2 separate regions of the Hordeum vulgare genome follow, and region 2 is linked to region 1. A link is a contact called in public Hi-C data. All regions are on one chromosome and are shown on one strand. Each heading gives the region's core, a stretch centred on a gene start, on an enhancer-like site or on the middle of the called end of the contact. The rest is flanking DNA. Distances are from core to core; before and after follow the strand shown. Region 1 holds the start of LOC123449362 (vesicle transport protein GOT1-like). Region 2 holds the start of LOC123449366 (alpha-L-fucosidase 2-like).

What was found. Hi-C and Micro-C count contacts between places; a contact is called where the count stands out from the background.
Region 2: a Hi-C map of leaf shows a contact between it and region 1, with 5 times the contacts expected there. The contact joins the promoter of LOC123449366 here to the promoter of LOC123449362 in region 1. A contact is called at or near these places in 2 of 6 Hi-C or Micro-C datasets (leaf and seedling).

The regions. Positions count from the first base shown.
Region 1 is chr4H:539,636,820-539,644,734 of MorexV3_pseudomolecules_assembly, reverse strand. LOC123449362 (vesicle transport protein GOT1-like) reads left to right here and starts at 3,688. Exons shown (of 7, transcript XM_045126565.1): 1 at 3,688-3,836; 2 at 4,346-4,418; 3 at 5,355-5,446; 4 at 5,541-5,621; 5 at 5,698-5,795; 6 at 5,984-6,065; 7 at 6,163-6,635. The coding sequence starts at 4,388. The coding sequence ends at 6,201.
Region 2 is chr4H:540,254,849-540,262,763 of MorexV3_pseudomolecules_assembly, reverse strand. LOC123449366 (alpha-L-fucosidase 2-like) reads right to left here and starts at 4,393. Exons shown (of 10, transcript XM_045126569.1): 1 at 3,987-4,393; 2 at 2,622-2,767; 3 at 1,611-2,542. The coding sequence starts at 4,224.

The DNA.
Region 1 (7,915 bases), core at 2,439-4,938:
GTTGGTGTGGACAGCCCAATAAGGCTACTTCGGCCAAAGGTGCAAAAGGGAAAGAAAAGGAAAAGTGGATGGAGGAAACCAAGTAGGAAGGGAGTCCTCCACCAGACCGTATCGGAGGAGGACTCTCCTCCCTTGGCTCGGCCGAACCTCTCCTCTTGGAGGAGGAGGCAAGGCAGCCCTCCCTCCTATTCCTCCTATATATAGTGGAGGTTTGATGTCTACTACACAACCTTCTTCTTGTAGACTCGTGTTGGGCCTCCAAGCGCAGAGTTTTGTAAGACAATAGCAAGTTTCCCTTAAGTGGATGACCTAAGGTTTATCAATCCGTGGGAGGCATAGGATGAAGATGGTCTCTCTCAAGCAACCCTGCAATCAAATAACAAAGAGTCTCTTGTGTCCCCAACACACCCAATACAATGGTAAATTGTATTGGTGCACTAGTTCGGCGAAGAGATGGTGATACAAGTGTAATATGGATGGTAGATATAGGTTTTTGTAATCTGAAAATATAAAAGGCACCAAGGTAACAAATAGTAAACAACGGGCAAAACATTGTATAAATGATTGGGAACAAGGCCTAGGGTCCATACTTTCACTAGTGCAAGTTCTCTCAACAATATTAACATAGTTGAATCATATATAAATCCCTTGCATGTGACAAATAGTTCACTCCAAAGTCACAAATAGCGTAGAACAAACGAAGAAATTCTTGTAGGGTACGAAGCCACCTCAAAGTTATCTTTTCTGATCAATCTTATGAGCTATCCCTATAAGTGTCACGAACAGCCCTAGAGTTCGTACTAAAATAACACCTTAAGATACACATCAACCAAAACCCTAATGTCACCTAGATACTCCAATTTCACCACAAGTACCCATGGGCATGATTATACGATATGCATCACATAATTTGAGATTAATCATGTTCAATCCAACACAAAGAACTTCAAAGAGTGCCACAAAGTTTCTACCGGAAAGTCAAGACGAAAACATGTGCCAACCCCTATGCATAGATTCCCAAGGTCACGGAACCCGCAAGTTGATCACCAACACATACATCAAGTGTTCTCAAATCCTTAAAGACTCAATCCGATAAGAAAACTTCAAAGGGAAAACTCAATTCATCACAAGAACATAGAGAGGGGAAAACTCCATATGGTTCATCTATATTAATAAAGCTCGCGATACATCAAGATCGTGCCATCTCAAGAACACGAGAGAGAGAGAGAGAGAGAGAGATCAAACACATAACTACTGGTACATACCCTCAGCCTCGAGGGTGAACTACTCCCTACTAGTCATGGAGACCGCCGGGATGATGAAGATTGACTCCGGTGATGGTTTCCCCCTCCGGCAGGGTGCCGAAATGGGCTCCTGATTGCTTTTTCATGGCTCTGGAGGTTTGCGGCGGCAAAACTCGCGGTCTAGGTTTCTTTTTGGGTTTTTTGAATTTATAGGATTTTTTGCATCGTTTCACGCCAGGAAGGTTCCCGAGGAAGTCACAAGCCCGGGGGGCGCGACCTAGGGGGTGGCCGCGCCCAACAGGTTTGTGGCTTCCTCATCCACTTCCTGGCCGAGCTCTGGTGCTTCGGGGCTCTCTTTTGGTCCAAAAAAATCAACGTAAATTTTCAGCCCATTCTGAGAACTTTTATTTATGCACAAAAAACGGCACCATGGTAGTTGTGCTGAAAACAACATCAGTCCGGGTTAGTTCTAATAAAATCATACCAAAATCATATAGAATTATTGTAAACATGGCATGAATACTTCATAAATTATAGATACGCTCGAGACGTATCAAGGTTTTGAGGGCAAACTTCACCCGAGAAAACCACGTGTTGCCCTCTCCTCCATAGATCATCTCTTTCGTCTAGATTAGTTCGGCATAGCTTTGCGAAGCCCAGCTGGATCAGTTCACCACCACCACCACCACGCCTTCGTGCTGGAGAACTCATCTACATCTCCACCCCTCTTGCTGGATCTAGAAGGTCATGATCGTCATCGAGCCATACGTGTGCTGAACGCGGAGGTGCCGTCCGTTCGACACTACATCGGGATGGATCGTGATGGGATCGCAGGACGTATCGTGGTGAGATCGTGGGACGGGCTGCGATTTGGATCACAAAGATGTTCCACTACATCAACCACGTTATATACGCTTCCGCTTAGCGATCTACAAGGGTATGTAGATACACTCTCCCCTCTCATAGATGTTCATCACCATGGATAGGTCTTGCGTGTGCGTAGGAATTTTTTTGTTTCCCATGCAGCGTTCCCCAACATGTCATTGCAACAACATGGATGTTGATTGATTTATCCATGACTCAATGTCATTTGAGCATCTTTGGTTTTGTTTGATTGTGCATTTGCAAGGCTAAACTTCATACCTACTATGTTGCATATGATTTTGGATGTGACGAGCTAGTATGATGATGAACTATATGTATATATGATGATGAACTCGTGATAAACTTGATAATATTGGCCCTATGTTTTAATTTGCAGCCCCTCCCTCCTTCCCCTTCCCGAGCCACCATGCTCCTTTCACCATCCAACCAACGTCTAACCTTAGGATATTAGCATTGGGGGTGCCACATTGTGTAAGTTAATCTAAATATCAAATATTTCACACTGTGTTAGCGAGGATTGAAATGTGAATGATAAAAAACAATCGTAATTGATAATAAAAGTCCACGTGTGTCATCAAAGTTTACAAATTTTCCTTTATTTTTAAATATAATTTCTGGTACATTTCATGAGTTTGTCGTATGCAGGATTCATGATTTGTGCGAGAGAAAATTGTTTGGTGCTTTTTACCTATGGTGAAGTTTGGTCCATGAATTAGGTCTCATGCTATTGATGTTTGGATTGTGCGGACAACCAAATCACACACGAAGAAGCTGTTTTTTGTCAACTTTAATTTTCGTCTTTAATTGATCGATTCAAATATCCAAATAGGGTTTAATGTTGACAACGTTTTTGTAAACACAAAAAGTACAACAAACATTCTTGTTAATCAGAGGTATCATAATCTTACCGATGGAAAATGTCTACTCCCTCTATCCATATATAGGGCCGAATGCGTTTTTCGAAGCCAACTTTAATCATATGTTAGAGTAATAATATATGACATGCAAGTTACACAAAGCATATCTTCAAATTCCTACGTGAAAGGAGCTTTCAATAATATAACTTTCACATTATACATTTCATATACTATTAATCTTATCAATAGTCAAATGCAATCTCGAAAAATGCATTAGGTCCTATATATGGATGGAGGGAGTATATTATGTAGGGAAGAAACATAATGTAGTGCTATTGGTGCGTGTCCTATTTTGAAATTGCTCCGTTAAAGAGTGCTTAATAAAGGATTTAAGGACTTACATTTATAGATAAGTTGGCTTTTCTTATGTATTCCACATTATTTAGAGAAACCAATAGAATACTCCGGACGGCAGTTATTTCCGGGCGGAGAATGTACTATGCTATACGTTAAGCTTTAGCTCAGTTGGACATGATAGTAAATTTTAAGAGTTGAGAGGCGTCACGTACAAAATATCCGCACATTTTCCCATCCGCCCTGATACACCGTAGATTCTCCATCGGATGGTTCAAAACACCACAGTACACGTGTACACAAGGGCCAGAGTCACAGAAGTAAATCACATTCTTCCCGTTCTCCATCTCGGTATCTCCATTCCCGAACAGAAAAAAAGCACACAGGCGTAGAGCCCATCTCCGCAGGCCCGAGATCCCCGCCCCACTCCTCCGGACAACCGCCGCTGACTCGCCGGCCCCTCGCCGCCTTCCCCGTCGCCGGCGCTGCCTCTGCAGTACGGTTCGTCCTCTATTTCTCGCCCTACTCGGTCGCCTCCGCGTCTGTGATGCGTCCCCTCGATTAGGTGCCATCTGTGGCTTTGGGGTGGTGGCGATCTGCGATTCGGCACCGCGGCGGGGTCATTTGGGGGCTGTTCGTGTGTAGGTCTGGATTTTCTTGTCGAAATTCTGAGATTTCGTCCGCTCGATTTGAATTGGACCGGCGTTTCGCTTAGGCTAGTTCGTCTTAGTTTATCATACTACCCCCTTAGAAGTGTTTCCCGACGCCATCTTCCGGCGCAAAATTCCGTGCTGTTCCGTTTATTGGGTTAGTCTGTTTCATGTTCCTCGGGTTGCTGATCTGCACTGAGCCACCGAGATGCCATGTTGTCTCTAGATTTGAAACTTATGGCGATAGCTGATCCTGTTGACTTAGGGTTCTGTGCACTTCGGGAGCTCTGTTAAGTTTTACTGACGGTCCTGTTTCTTTTGCACAAAGTTTTGGCTAATATTTATATGTTTGCAGTTGCAGGACTTCGCGTGCTCTTCTCCACCGGTGCCGTCTAAGATGGTGTCCTTTGAGATGAATGATCTTAAGAGTATGGGCCTGGCACCATTCTTGTCAACTTGTCTTGTATGTTTCATTTGTTTCTGACTGTAACAATAATAACTTGCGCTAGGCACTAGAAGTTGAACTGATCTAGCTTTTCTTATCTGTTTCTGCTTCATGTGTTACCAAATTCCAACTATGCCACCAAATGATACAACTACTGCAAATTTACTTAGTCCCGGGCATTCTATTTCTTCTGAAGGCTAGCTTATTCATCATGCTTGTGGTACATAGTTTGCTGCTTTTCCAATCATCTAACTTGTTGTATTATCAGGCTGGAAGTGTCGGAACGTACCCTCTATGTCATATCTCCCAACAAATATTTATTAATATCCCAATCAGCTATGATATATCAGAGGTTTATTGTATTTCATTTCCAGAATTGTGTAGGTATGATATTAGATTGTGCATTACCCTGACCCTACCCTGGCAGTTTAGCACCATATAGCTACTTGCAACTGAGCTGGACCAGTATATGGAACTCTAGGACAGAATCATACCATTTGGGTCTGCCTTGTAGGAAGAGTGAAATTATAAGATGAGAGTTAGTGTAGATTTTTCCTTGGGGTAATGGTACTTGGATTATTTAGGAACAGTATTTTTATACCGAGCACTATACATGGTACCAGCTCCATGGTCTGTTCCAGCCTCCGATTGGCTACTGGTGACGCCATTGTTCTTGTTCGCTACAGGTGAATGATCTGCTGTCAGGATTTTTTAGCTGTGGGCAGCGCAACCCTTTAAATTCCAAGCATAGTAATTAGGATGTTTTCTGGTATTTTGACCCGTTGATGCTGTATGCTTGTTGCTTTAGTAACATTTTACAAGTACTGTTAGGTACAGTGTGTTATGTACTTTGCAGCTTAGACTACAATGTGTTCTTCTCACTCGATGATTAACGAGACATGCATTTTATGTTCATCAGAGATTGGGCTAGGTCTGACAGGCTTTGGAGTATTCTTCTCCTTCCTGGGAATCGTTTTCTTCTTTGACAAGGGCCTTATTGCTATGGGCAATGTAAGTTTCCTTTTCTCAATCTTCTCCTTGATCTTTTGAATAGCTGAATCAACTGGTATGCATATGGTTAACCTTTTCTCATGTATTCTTTCAGATACTCTTTCTGTCAGGTTTGGGTTTGACAATTGGTCTGAAATCAACTATGCAGTTCTTCACAAAGCCTAAGAATTACAAGGTTCGACTACCTCTAAATTGCTTTGCTTTTTCTCCATCAATATTTACATCATATAATTAACAGATGTAATGAACAGGGTACCATCTCATTTGGCGCAGGCTTTTTCCTGGTTCTCATTGGATGGCCTTTCTTTGGCATGCTCTTAGAGGCATATGGTTTTGTTGTACTCTTCAGGTTTGATTTTTTTTTTGTTTCTCGCTTGATTAAAACCTGCCATTTCATCTTTAGACAAAAACTGAAAAGGTTGTACGATCCTATGCTGACAGTTATCTGCAAAACCAATGCGTTCACTAGAAAATCCATTATTCTGAAAACAATTTTAGTTGTATGTGTAATGGACACTGATTTGCATTCCATTGCAGTGGATTCTGGCCAACTCTTGCGGTTTTCCTGCAAAGGATTCCTATCCTTGGCTGGATTTTTCAACAGCCATTTGTCACATCGGTATGGACCTCACAGCAGACATTTTCCTTTTGTTGCTGAGAGTTATGAGGCTTGATCTGTTTCATATTCTGACCAGTCTTATTTCCCTTGTTTGCAGTTCCTTGACCGTTACAGAGGGAAACGAGTGCCGGTGTAGTATCCTCCCGCACCATGGTTCTTATGATGTAGCAGCTGAAGTTTTTTCCTTCCCAGGGGACAACAGCAAGTAGTTATGCGATCCTGGTCTTTCCCTTCACCTGTTTACTCACTGGCGACTGTCCTTTGTAAATTACACCCCCGGATGGTTTTATCAAAGACCAAGATGCAAATTGTCCCATGGTATGGGTTGAAGAAACTTCATAAGCGAACCCGTACGATTCAAATATTGAAATATGTAGCTGTAGAGCAATGCTGTTGAAGTAGAAGCTAAATGCTCTCTGTCTCTTTTGTACTTATGTTGCGATATAGATATTCTGGTCTCTTAAGTCTTGACCTTGTGTTTGCTTTATTTTTGTGCGCACTTCATGGCTTGAAGAAAGGCAAATATGTGCTGGAACTGAAATTAATTCATGATTCATACAAACTTTCAAACTTTGTGGTTCTTTTTCCTTTCTTTCTTTCTTTTTCTCCCCTTTTCTGTTCTTTGGTGAGTTTAGGAATTTGTGCTCTGATGAGGAGTCTTTGCTTGCCTGAATGTGGCATTGTGCTCGTATGATTCAGTATTAAGAGCATCTCCAGCCACGCCCCCCAACAGCCCCCACTTCCGTGCCATTTTTTTCGCCGGCGGAGAAAAAACGGCCCAGCCGCGCCCCTTGGAGCCCTTTTTGCCGGTTATGGCCGAAATTGGTCTCTGCGGCCCCAGGCCGAACCCAGCGCGCTGGGGTCACCCGGGGGGCGTCGGCGGAAACTTCTTTGGCGCAAAAAATCTTTGGGCCCGTCGAGTCAGCGACTAGCGCACGCGGTTGTCGTCCTCAACGTCTCGTTACCCGCAGGAATCAATGGGAAGGTTGTGTCGCTGGTCAGCCTTCCATTGATTCACGGGCGGTGCGGCGACGCACGTCTCGTAGGTTCTTGGGCGAAATTGGTCTCAGCGGCCCAGGCCGAACCCAGCGCGCTGGGGTCACCCGGGGGCGTCGGCGGAAACTTCTTTGGCGCGAAAAATCTCTGGGCCCGTCGAGTCAGCGACTAGCGCACGCGGTCGTCGTCCTCAACGTCTCGTTTCCCGTAGGAATCAATGGGAAGGTTGTGTCGCTGGTCAGCCTTCCATTGATTCACGGGCGGCGCGGCGACGCACGTCTCGTAGGTTCCTGCCACGCGTTCACACGTCACCGCTCCGCGTGCCTTCTCACTCGTGGCTATATAAGGTGCCCTTTCCCTGTCGGTGGCCACACACCCCTCCCGTCGACGCACTCTCCTCTCCTTCGTCACCGGCGCCTCCTCTCCCTTTTCCTCCCCAAAAGATGGTCGGACGCTTCCCCGGCGACACAGTGGTAGCCAATGGCTTCAGCCGCCGTCGTCACCTCCGCGAGGACGAGGCCCGCCTTCTTTACGAGGCGGACTATTCGGCGTCACCGTACATGCGAGTGCCGGGGTCATGGAGGCTGAGCGCCGGCAGAGTCCCGGTGCCACCGCCGCCCTCTCGAACTGACAGGCGGGCGGAGATCGCGCGCATCCGGTCATCGCTGCCGGAGAGCTCACGCAACCTGTCGAGGTACGCCCCCGATAGCAACACGTTGTGGACGGCATACTTCGAACGCCGACACACCGACCAGCTCGCCGCCACCAACGGGGTCGAACCACGCGGTCGACACAACTCCGAGGGGTGCCGCCAATGGTGGGGCGTCCCCGACCGCACATTGGAGGCCGCCCTC
Region 2 (7,915 bases), core at 3,144-5,643, 620 kb before region 1:
AAAAAAAATTGTGGCTTTCTTCACATGTATTCACTGTTTTGTCATGCTGTGTCAAAGGAAAAAAATAGCGCGCTATTTGAAATAGCGCAACCTTCAAAAAAACGCTATGAAGGAAATAGCGTGCTAATAGCGCGCTATTTTGCAAAATAGCGTGTCACAAAACATTGTTCAGATTTCAGCATATAGCAACACAAATGACAGATTTCAGCAGCTAAAACCAAGGCTAAACCATTGCTCAGATAGCAAAGCATGGTCCAGATATAGGCATATAGCATTGTTCAGAGTTCAATAGTTCATACATCGAGATTTCAGACAAACAAAGTAGACAGATAAATTAAACAGCCAACAAGCAAGGTCCAGAATAGCAGAAATAAGGACTTAGGACTTTAGGAGCCAGCCAACAGCAATGCATAAGCTCAATCAGAATCAGATGAACTCGCTGCCATGGCATCATCATCCGAATCAGAAGAAGAACCCGCAGATTGCAGCTCATCATCACGTCGATAGTGGGCTGATGAAAAATTCGTCTGAAAAAATAGCGCCGCGCCGAAAAAATAGCGCCGATACGCGCTATAGCGCGAAATTGCCGTATTTAGCGCGAATAGCGCAGTAGCGAGTGAAATATGCATAGCGTAGCGTTTAGTTTTCAAATACGCTATTAGCGCGCTATAGCGGCGTTTTAGCGCGCTATTTTTTTCTTTGGCTGTGTCAATCCATGTGCCTAATATAACATAAAAATAATGGGAATATCAGCGTTAACCAATATGGTTGTTTGGTAACTGATTATCCAATGTGTTTAAGGGAATGAGCATGCATGTACTCCCTCCGTTCCTAAATATAAGTCTTTTAAGCGATTTCACTATGTGTCTACATACGGAGCAAAATGATTGAATGTACACTCTAAAATATGTCTATATACATCCGTATGTGGTCCACTAGTGAAATCTCTACAAAGACTTATATTTAGGAACGGAGGGAGTATGTATTAACACCAACTGGATACACAAAATGTTGGCCTCAATTACTTCTGTGTCTTTGCATCGGACAGGTCAAATGTGTGTTACTTTAGCAAGTAATAGGATCACAATGTGTGTACACGAGAATCCTTAATTAATCTACAGAAAAATGAATACAGCTTTAAACCTTAAAACTGAAGCCAAAGACCAGCCTCTTCAGTTCAAAAGAAAAGCCTAGTCTTAACTTGTAAAATGTGCAAGTTAGATTAACTTCTACATGATAGTTTTAAAACATATTAAGAGAAAGGGCCACTTGTCATGTTTGCCCCTTATATTTTCCTCATTTTGATGCAGAAGAGCTACAAATTGTTATGAGACTTTTCAATCTTCTAAAATTTATTGCTTGCCATAGCAAAAATCATCATGTAACACTGGACTGCATGCAAGGACAATCCATTTCACAGAGTTGATCGTTTGTGACCCCATTAGGATGTTATTTAAATGTCGTATGCTCTGAATACACAGGTTCTACAAAGTGTGGCTCAAAAGAACAGTTGCAGCCGTTTTTATATTTAATAGTCTAAAAAATAATACCCCAAGATATATAACTGGTATAAGCAACAAAACAAGACAAGATATGTTGTAAAAACATACCCCCATGGTGCATTAGTCTCGTTGTTCCATATTCCTTGCAGATTGGAAACCTGAGTTCCAGGCCTCGAACAAGAAATGAGTAGATAGCGCCCAAACTGAAACAGAAGTTCTACCAGAGAAGGATCTTCATCATGTCTAAAGCTTATAATTCTGTCCACAGTAGGCTTCTCTGAATTATTAAGCTCGTTTAACCTTGAGCAGTCAACCATCTGTACAGTGCAATCAGATACCGCAGTATCCTGAGAGATATTCTCAGGTAAGTGGGCCAAAGTGCTACCTCCAAGTACATCATTAGAGCTTCGTGAAAGTTGCAAGGACACGCGCTGGAAAAGACTCTGGTAATCATCCATGTGATAAGCTTTTAGCTGTGCATATGACATGCTCCTAGCCATATTTAATGTTGTGAATGCTGATGCCACTGGATCAAGTGTCGATTCAGTAGGCTTGACAAATGGCCCTTCAAATGAGGTTGCAGCAGCAAGGAGCAAAACTGCTGAGTCGGCACCATCAAGTTTCAGCATCTTATCATTTAATACTTGCACTTGGCCATTGGCACCACTCATCAGCAGGTAGAGAATTGCACAAAATCTCATTCCTGGAGGATGATCAGATGCATTGCCATCTCCCGCGGGCTTTTCTCCTGGGCAGCTACCCTCCATGATTATTTCATTTGCATCTGTTACACGAATCCGGTGATCTAGTGGTGTAGCTAAAGATACTGTACAGGAGACAGCTCCTGGTTTGTTTGCAGAGATTTTAGTCGCAATTACTTGATGTGGATTTGAGGAGAAGTGTTCCCTTGAGTACACTACTTCCCCAACACTGTATGTGACATTAACTGTCGCAGATTCCAAATCAAGGTATCTTGTATAATTTGTATACTTGATATGCTCACCAAAGGCAAGATCAATATCACCGAGAGGCTGGTAACTCTACAGTTAAAACATAAGCAATGTTTCAACGTCGATATGGCAGCACAACTCTTCCATCAACCTAAAATAAAGTGTGTACCTGCGTCTCGTCACCAGACAGACCATAAGCAACAGCTGTAGCTTCAGGATACAGTCCCTTGTCAACAAGGCTCCTTACTTCAGAAAGAACAGTAGGTGCTTTGGGGTTTGTATAATTACCAGGTCCGCCCGTCCATAATGTATCATCTGCATCAACAGTTTTGATATGAAGCAATAAACTCTACAAAAATAAACAGATAAGTAATTTTGAAAGAAGGCCAATATGGGTGGATGTATGCAAAAGGAGACAAAAAGGACTGATATCCTTCAAACAGTAACAGAAGAATGAAAGAAAAGCTTCCTATTACCAGATCATCAATTCAGGGAAGTGGTACAAAATGATCTCATTGTACTTTTGCAGAACACACGCAAGATCAATAAATATGATCCCTACCATTTTATTTATAAAGTGTAAAGACAAATCCTGGTGTGATGGATCTGTGAAACCATGCACACATTCGGGCAGTGTAGTCAGAACTTCAAATCATACTACAGTGATGATGGATTCAAATAGAAAAATACCCACATGTGGCCTTTTTCCCATTTCATTTTGATATGCATATACCTATTCAGTTCAAACATATAGTCTACCAGAACCTATATCCACCAGAGACCAGACCACCAGTGATGTAATGATGTGAAAGAGATTAGTATTTATCAATATATCTTACATAGAACACAACACAGAAGATAGATACGTGGCTGCATCTTTCACCAGGGGGGGAAGGATCCCATCTGAATATTTTTTATCAAAGACAGTCCTTAAAAAAGATTACAAGGACAGGCTGAGGCCTGTCACCACTCACAAGCCTTGAAAGCTTTATGATGTGTTATACTTTTACTTCGTCACTGTACTTCGTAGTTTGTGGAGTGCATTCACTGACATCTCCATCAACCGGTCGAGAAAATGCTTGTGTTGGACACGCTCCCGCCATCAATTTCCCCTCATCTAACAACACACTGAAGCAACCATGGTCCATTCGTTAAATTTCTGTCCGTTAAATTTCAGCCATTTCGTTTTCTGTCTCAAGCGTGCTCTCACTGATGGCATGAGCATGACCGCGCGTGGGAGGAGGTAATGTGAGTAGGAAAAGCTGCGCAGGTTGGCACTGTAGTGAACATACATTTGTTTTAAAATCGAAATTTTTTCAAGATATCATAGTTTTAAAATCGAGGCTCTAAATCATCATCTGCTAAGAGCGTTTTGATTGCTGTGGTGCTTCTGGGTGAATTCGATTCCCGGGCTGGAACGAAGCGCTTCTTTCCCGACCACAAACCCCAAGAAGATTTTAACTGAATTTGGGGATAATATTATGGCAGAGTGATTAAACCTTCAGAAGAGGGGGAAGGAGGGGCTGTTAATTACGGTTGAGCTGGAGCTTCTCGGAGGTGACGCCGCCCCAGACCAAGGCGCCGAGACGGCCGTTCCCGATCGGCGCCGCGTCGGTGAAGTACCTCGCCGGGGACGCGAACACCACCTTCAGAGGCCGCGCCTCCTCGGCCGGCCACCCAGCCGCCGCAGCCGCAGCTTCCGCTTCCTGCGGTCGGCGCACCCAGATCCACTCGCCGCCGGCGTCGCGGTCGCTGCCGCCATCGCCGGCCATGGGGGAAAACAGCTGGCTCGGGAGGAACGAGGACTGTGACTGAGAGTAGCAAGTTGTGCAGCTGCAAGCAAGCGGTCACGGGACAGGCGACGCGGACATCGGATTTTGTATTGGAGTGTGCCACCAATCATCGTGGAGTGAAGGCAACTGCCGCGGATCTAGTAGTGCGCCATCAATCATCCTGGAGTAAGGGCACCTCCAACCGAAAAAGCACTGCATTAGCGAGCTTCACACAGCTCGGTATATATATATATATATGTGTGTGTGTATTCATAGTACACATGTATAAATTTTCACGAGCATATATGCTTTCATATAATGTATACAAAAAGGAAATATACAGATTAAAATGGGTTTTATCATTGTTCTATTTAGGCCAGATATTTATCTTTTTTATGTAGCAGGCAAATAGTTGAATTACCTAATGAAACTTTTTACATACTTACCTACCATGCGTATGTATATTTATATACAAAAAATTAATATTTTTTGAAGCATTTAAGTATTTCTTTTTGTAAAACAGACTTCATGGAGCCCGGTCTCTCCAACGCCACTCTTCTCCGGCTCCAACGCGGTTGAAAGCGAGAGCCGGTCATCCAACCATAATGAAGTAAAGGTAACTCCATAACGGTTGATAACGATAGCCAACCATTCAATTATTATGAAGTAAAGATAACTTCAAAGCGGTTGATAACGAGAGACGACCGTCCAACAAACTGTATCAAATATTCATACTATTCGCACTAGTTCAAATGAACAATTTAAAAAGATAGATGAAATTCAGTTTTTTTTGAAATTTTGATATATTTATAATTAAAAGGATCAAATTTAAAAAAGTGCAATAAATTGAATTTTTTTAAATTAAACCTAAATTAAATTAAGTGAGTTATGAAAGGTGACCTTGTAGGCATGTCCCCTGAGGCCGATGGCACCTTCGTCATCGTTCCCTCCGTCGATGTTGACATTGTTGTCCTTCCAACGATGGAAGGCCTCTGAGGGCCGCGGCAGCCCTTTGGGCCGCGACAATGCGTTCCCGACGCAGTTGCTCGGCTGCCTCCGTATGGTGCCTCACTGGGAATCGTCCATCTGGCGGTGACAGCTGATCGTGGACACACTCATGCAATGACATTGTGTGAAAACACATGGGACATTGTATGAGAGGGCATGGGCGGCGTGGTCAGACTCCTTTATCGCCACTTTGAGGAGTTGATCACCCATATGGCGCCGACGGTGGGCGGACATTTGCGATACACCTCCATCATATCTACCTTTCATACACTTTTGTTCTTGTTTTACCCCTAATTTGCATGATTTGACTGAAACTAACTCCGGGTCGACGTTGTGTAGACGTTGCTTTAAGTAGAACTACATTGGTGTTGTTTTTTGTGCAGAAATAAAAGGTTTTCAGATTTGCATGGAAGTTTACGAAGAATTGTTTTGGAATAAATAAATAAATGGAGCCAGATGTCACCGGAAAGGAGCCAGTGGGTGACCACATGAGCTGGTGGCATTGCCACCCCCTAGGTCGCGCCACCTAGGTATGCCCCCCACTGACCTCCGTATGACCTAACTCCAACGCTATAAATTCTGCCTTCCCAAGAAAAAGGTTGGAGAGAAACTTTTATCACGTTTTATGATATGGCCTCGCCTCCACCTCCCGTTCTTTGTTGGGAGCCCTAATATAGAGTCCGTTCATGGCTCGAGAGAGATGGATTCGTCGCCATCATCGTCATCAACCCTTCCTCATCGACAATTTTATGATGCTCACAATCACGCGTGAGTAATTTCTTTGTAGGTGTACTAGAGGTAGATGGAGTTGGATGATATTTCATATGTAATCATGTCAGTTTGTTAGGACTTGATCCCTAGTATCCACTATATTCTGAGATTGATTTTGCTATGACTTTGCTATGGTTAATGCTTGTCACTAGGGCCCGAGTGCCATGATTTCACATCTGAACATGTTATGTTTTCAGGAGTATATTTGAGTTCTTGATATTACCTGCAAGTTGTATGCACTTGTTATCATTCCGAACCTTAGATCCCCAAGGTAACCATGAATTGGGATATCGAGGGGGGCGATTTTAACTTAAGGAGTTCATCTATTCACTATGTGTTAATGCTTGTTCCGGTTCTTTATTAAAATGAGCGCTTAATTACCCGAATTTTCCATTAGGACCCCGCTGCCACGGAAGGGTAGGACAAAGGATGTTATGCAAGTTCTTACCGCAAGCAAGTATGACTATATACGGAATACATGCCTACATATTATTGATGAATTGGAGCTATCGTGTGTCGCTCTAGGCTGTGACTGTTACATATGAATCTCATATGAATATCCATCACTACTCCATGACTACACTTTAATATTTTGTCTTTGCTCAAGTTACCATTACTCTGCTTGTTACAAATCTAGTATTACTGTTATTACTGCTATTGTTACTTTGCTATCACTGTTATCATATTATTGTGCTACTAATAAATTGTTGCAAGAACGTGATTCTTGAGTGTGGTTGAATTGACAAATCCACTGCTAGAGCTTCTAAATATTCTTTGGCTCCCCTTATGTCGAATCAATATATTTGGGTGAAATACTACCCTCGAAGACTGATGCGACCCCCCATACTTGTGGGTCATCAAGACTATCTCTACCGCCGTTGTTGGGGAGCCTAGCTCTATTTATTAAGTTCGTTTGGGAGTTAATTTCTTTACTATGAAGAACCACAAATATTCCAAAACTAAGATCATTCCCTCTAAGACGGGGGGGGGGGGTGTTTAATGAACTGCCAACTAGCTCTACGTTGGATTCACCTTCTATTTTAAGTCAACTTGTGACATCACCACCGTATGTTTTACATGATGATATGCCACAAGTCTAGGCATTGGTTCTGCTATTGATGGTACTCATGATGATGCTTCTACTTTGCTTGAGAAAATTGTGTCACTTGGTGAATTGTTCGATGCACATATTGCTAAGGCTGAAGAAACTGAATTTATTGAAAACTATGAATCATCTGCTACACCTAGTACTCCTATTAGAACTAACATACTTGATGTTCCCGAGGGTTACACTTTTGATAAGGAGTTTACAAGAGAGTTTATGGATCACGATACTAATAAAGGTATTGAGGGCCTTATTGTTATGCTTAACGAAAAGGCCATCAACAAAATGATGAAACATGATCTAAATTGCTACTTCTCCAATTTTTGTTGGTGACAAGGATTATGAATTCTTTGTTGATGTTGAACTTATTACTTTGGTAGGATCTGATGCTTTTCATGGTAGTGAATCTGACAGAATTGCTCCTGACATTACCAAATTGAATGTTATTGCAACTCTATTTGCTCAAGAGGAAAATATTGGATATTATTATATTCTTAAGCTATTTCATTTTTCATTAAAAGGTGATGCTAAGACATGGTTTAATAATCTTGCTCCTGGTTGTGTGCATAGTCCCCAAGATATGATATACTATTTCTGTGAAAAATATTTTCCTGCTCATATGAAACAAGTTGCCTTGTAGGAAATATTTAATTTTAATCAACTTGTGTAAGAGGGTCTCCCTCAAGTTGGGGGGGGGGGTCGCCAATTATTAAATGATTTGGCAGACCATTCTCTTAAAAACAATGAAATCGTTGATATCTTCTACAATGGACTAACCGATGAATCTAAGGACTACCAAGATAGTTA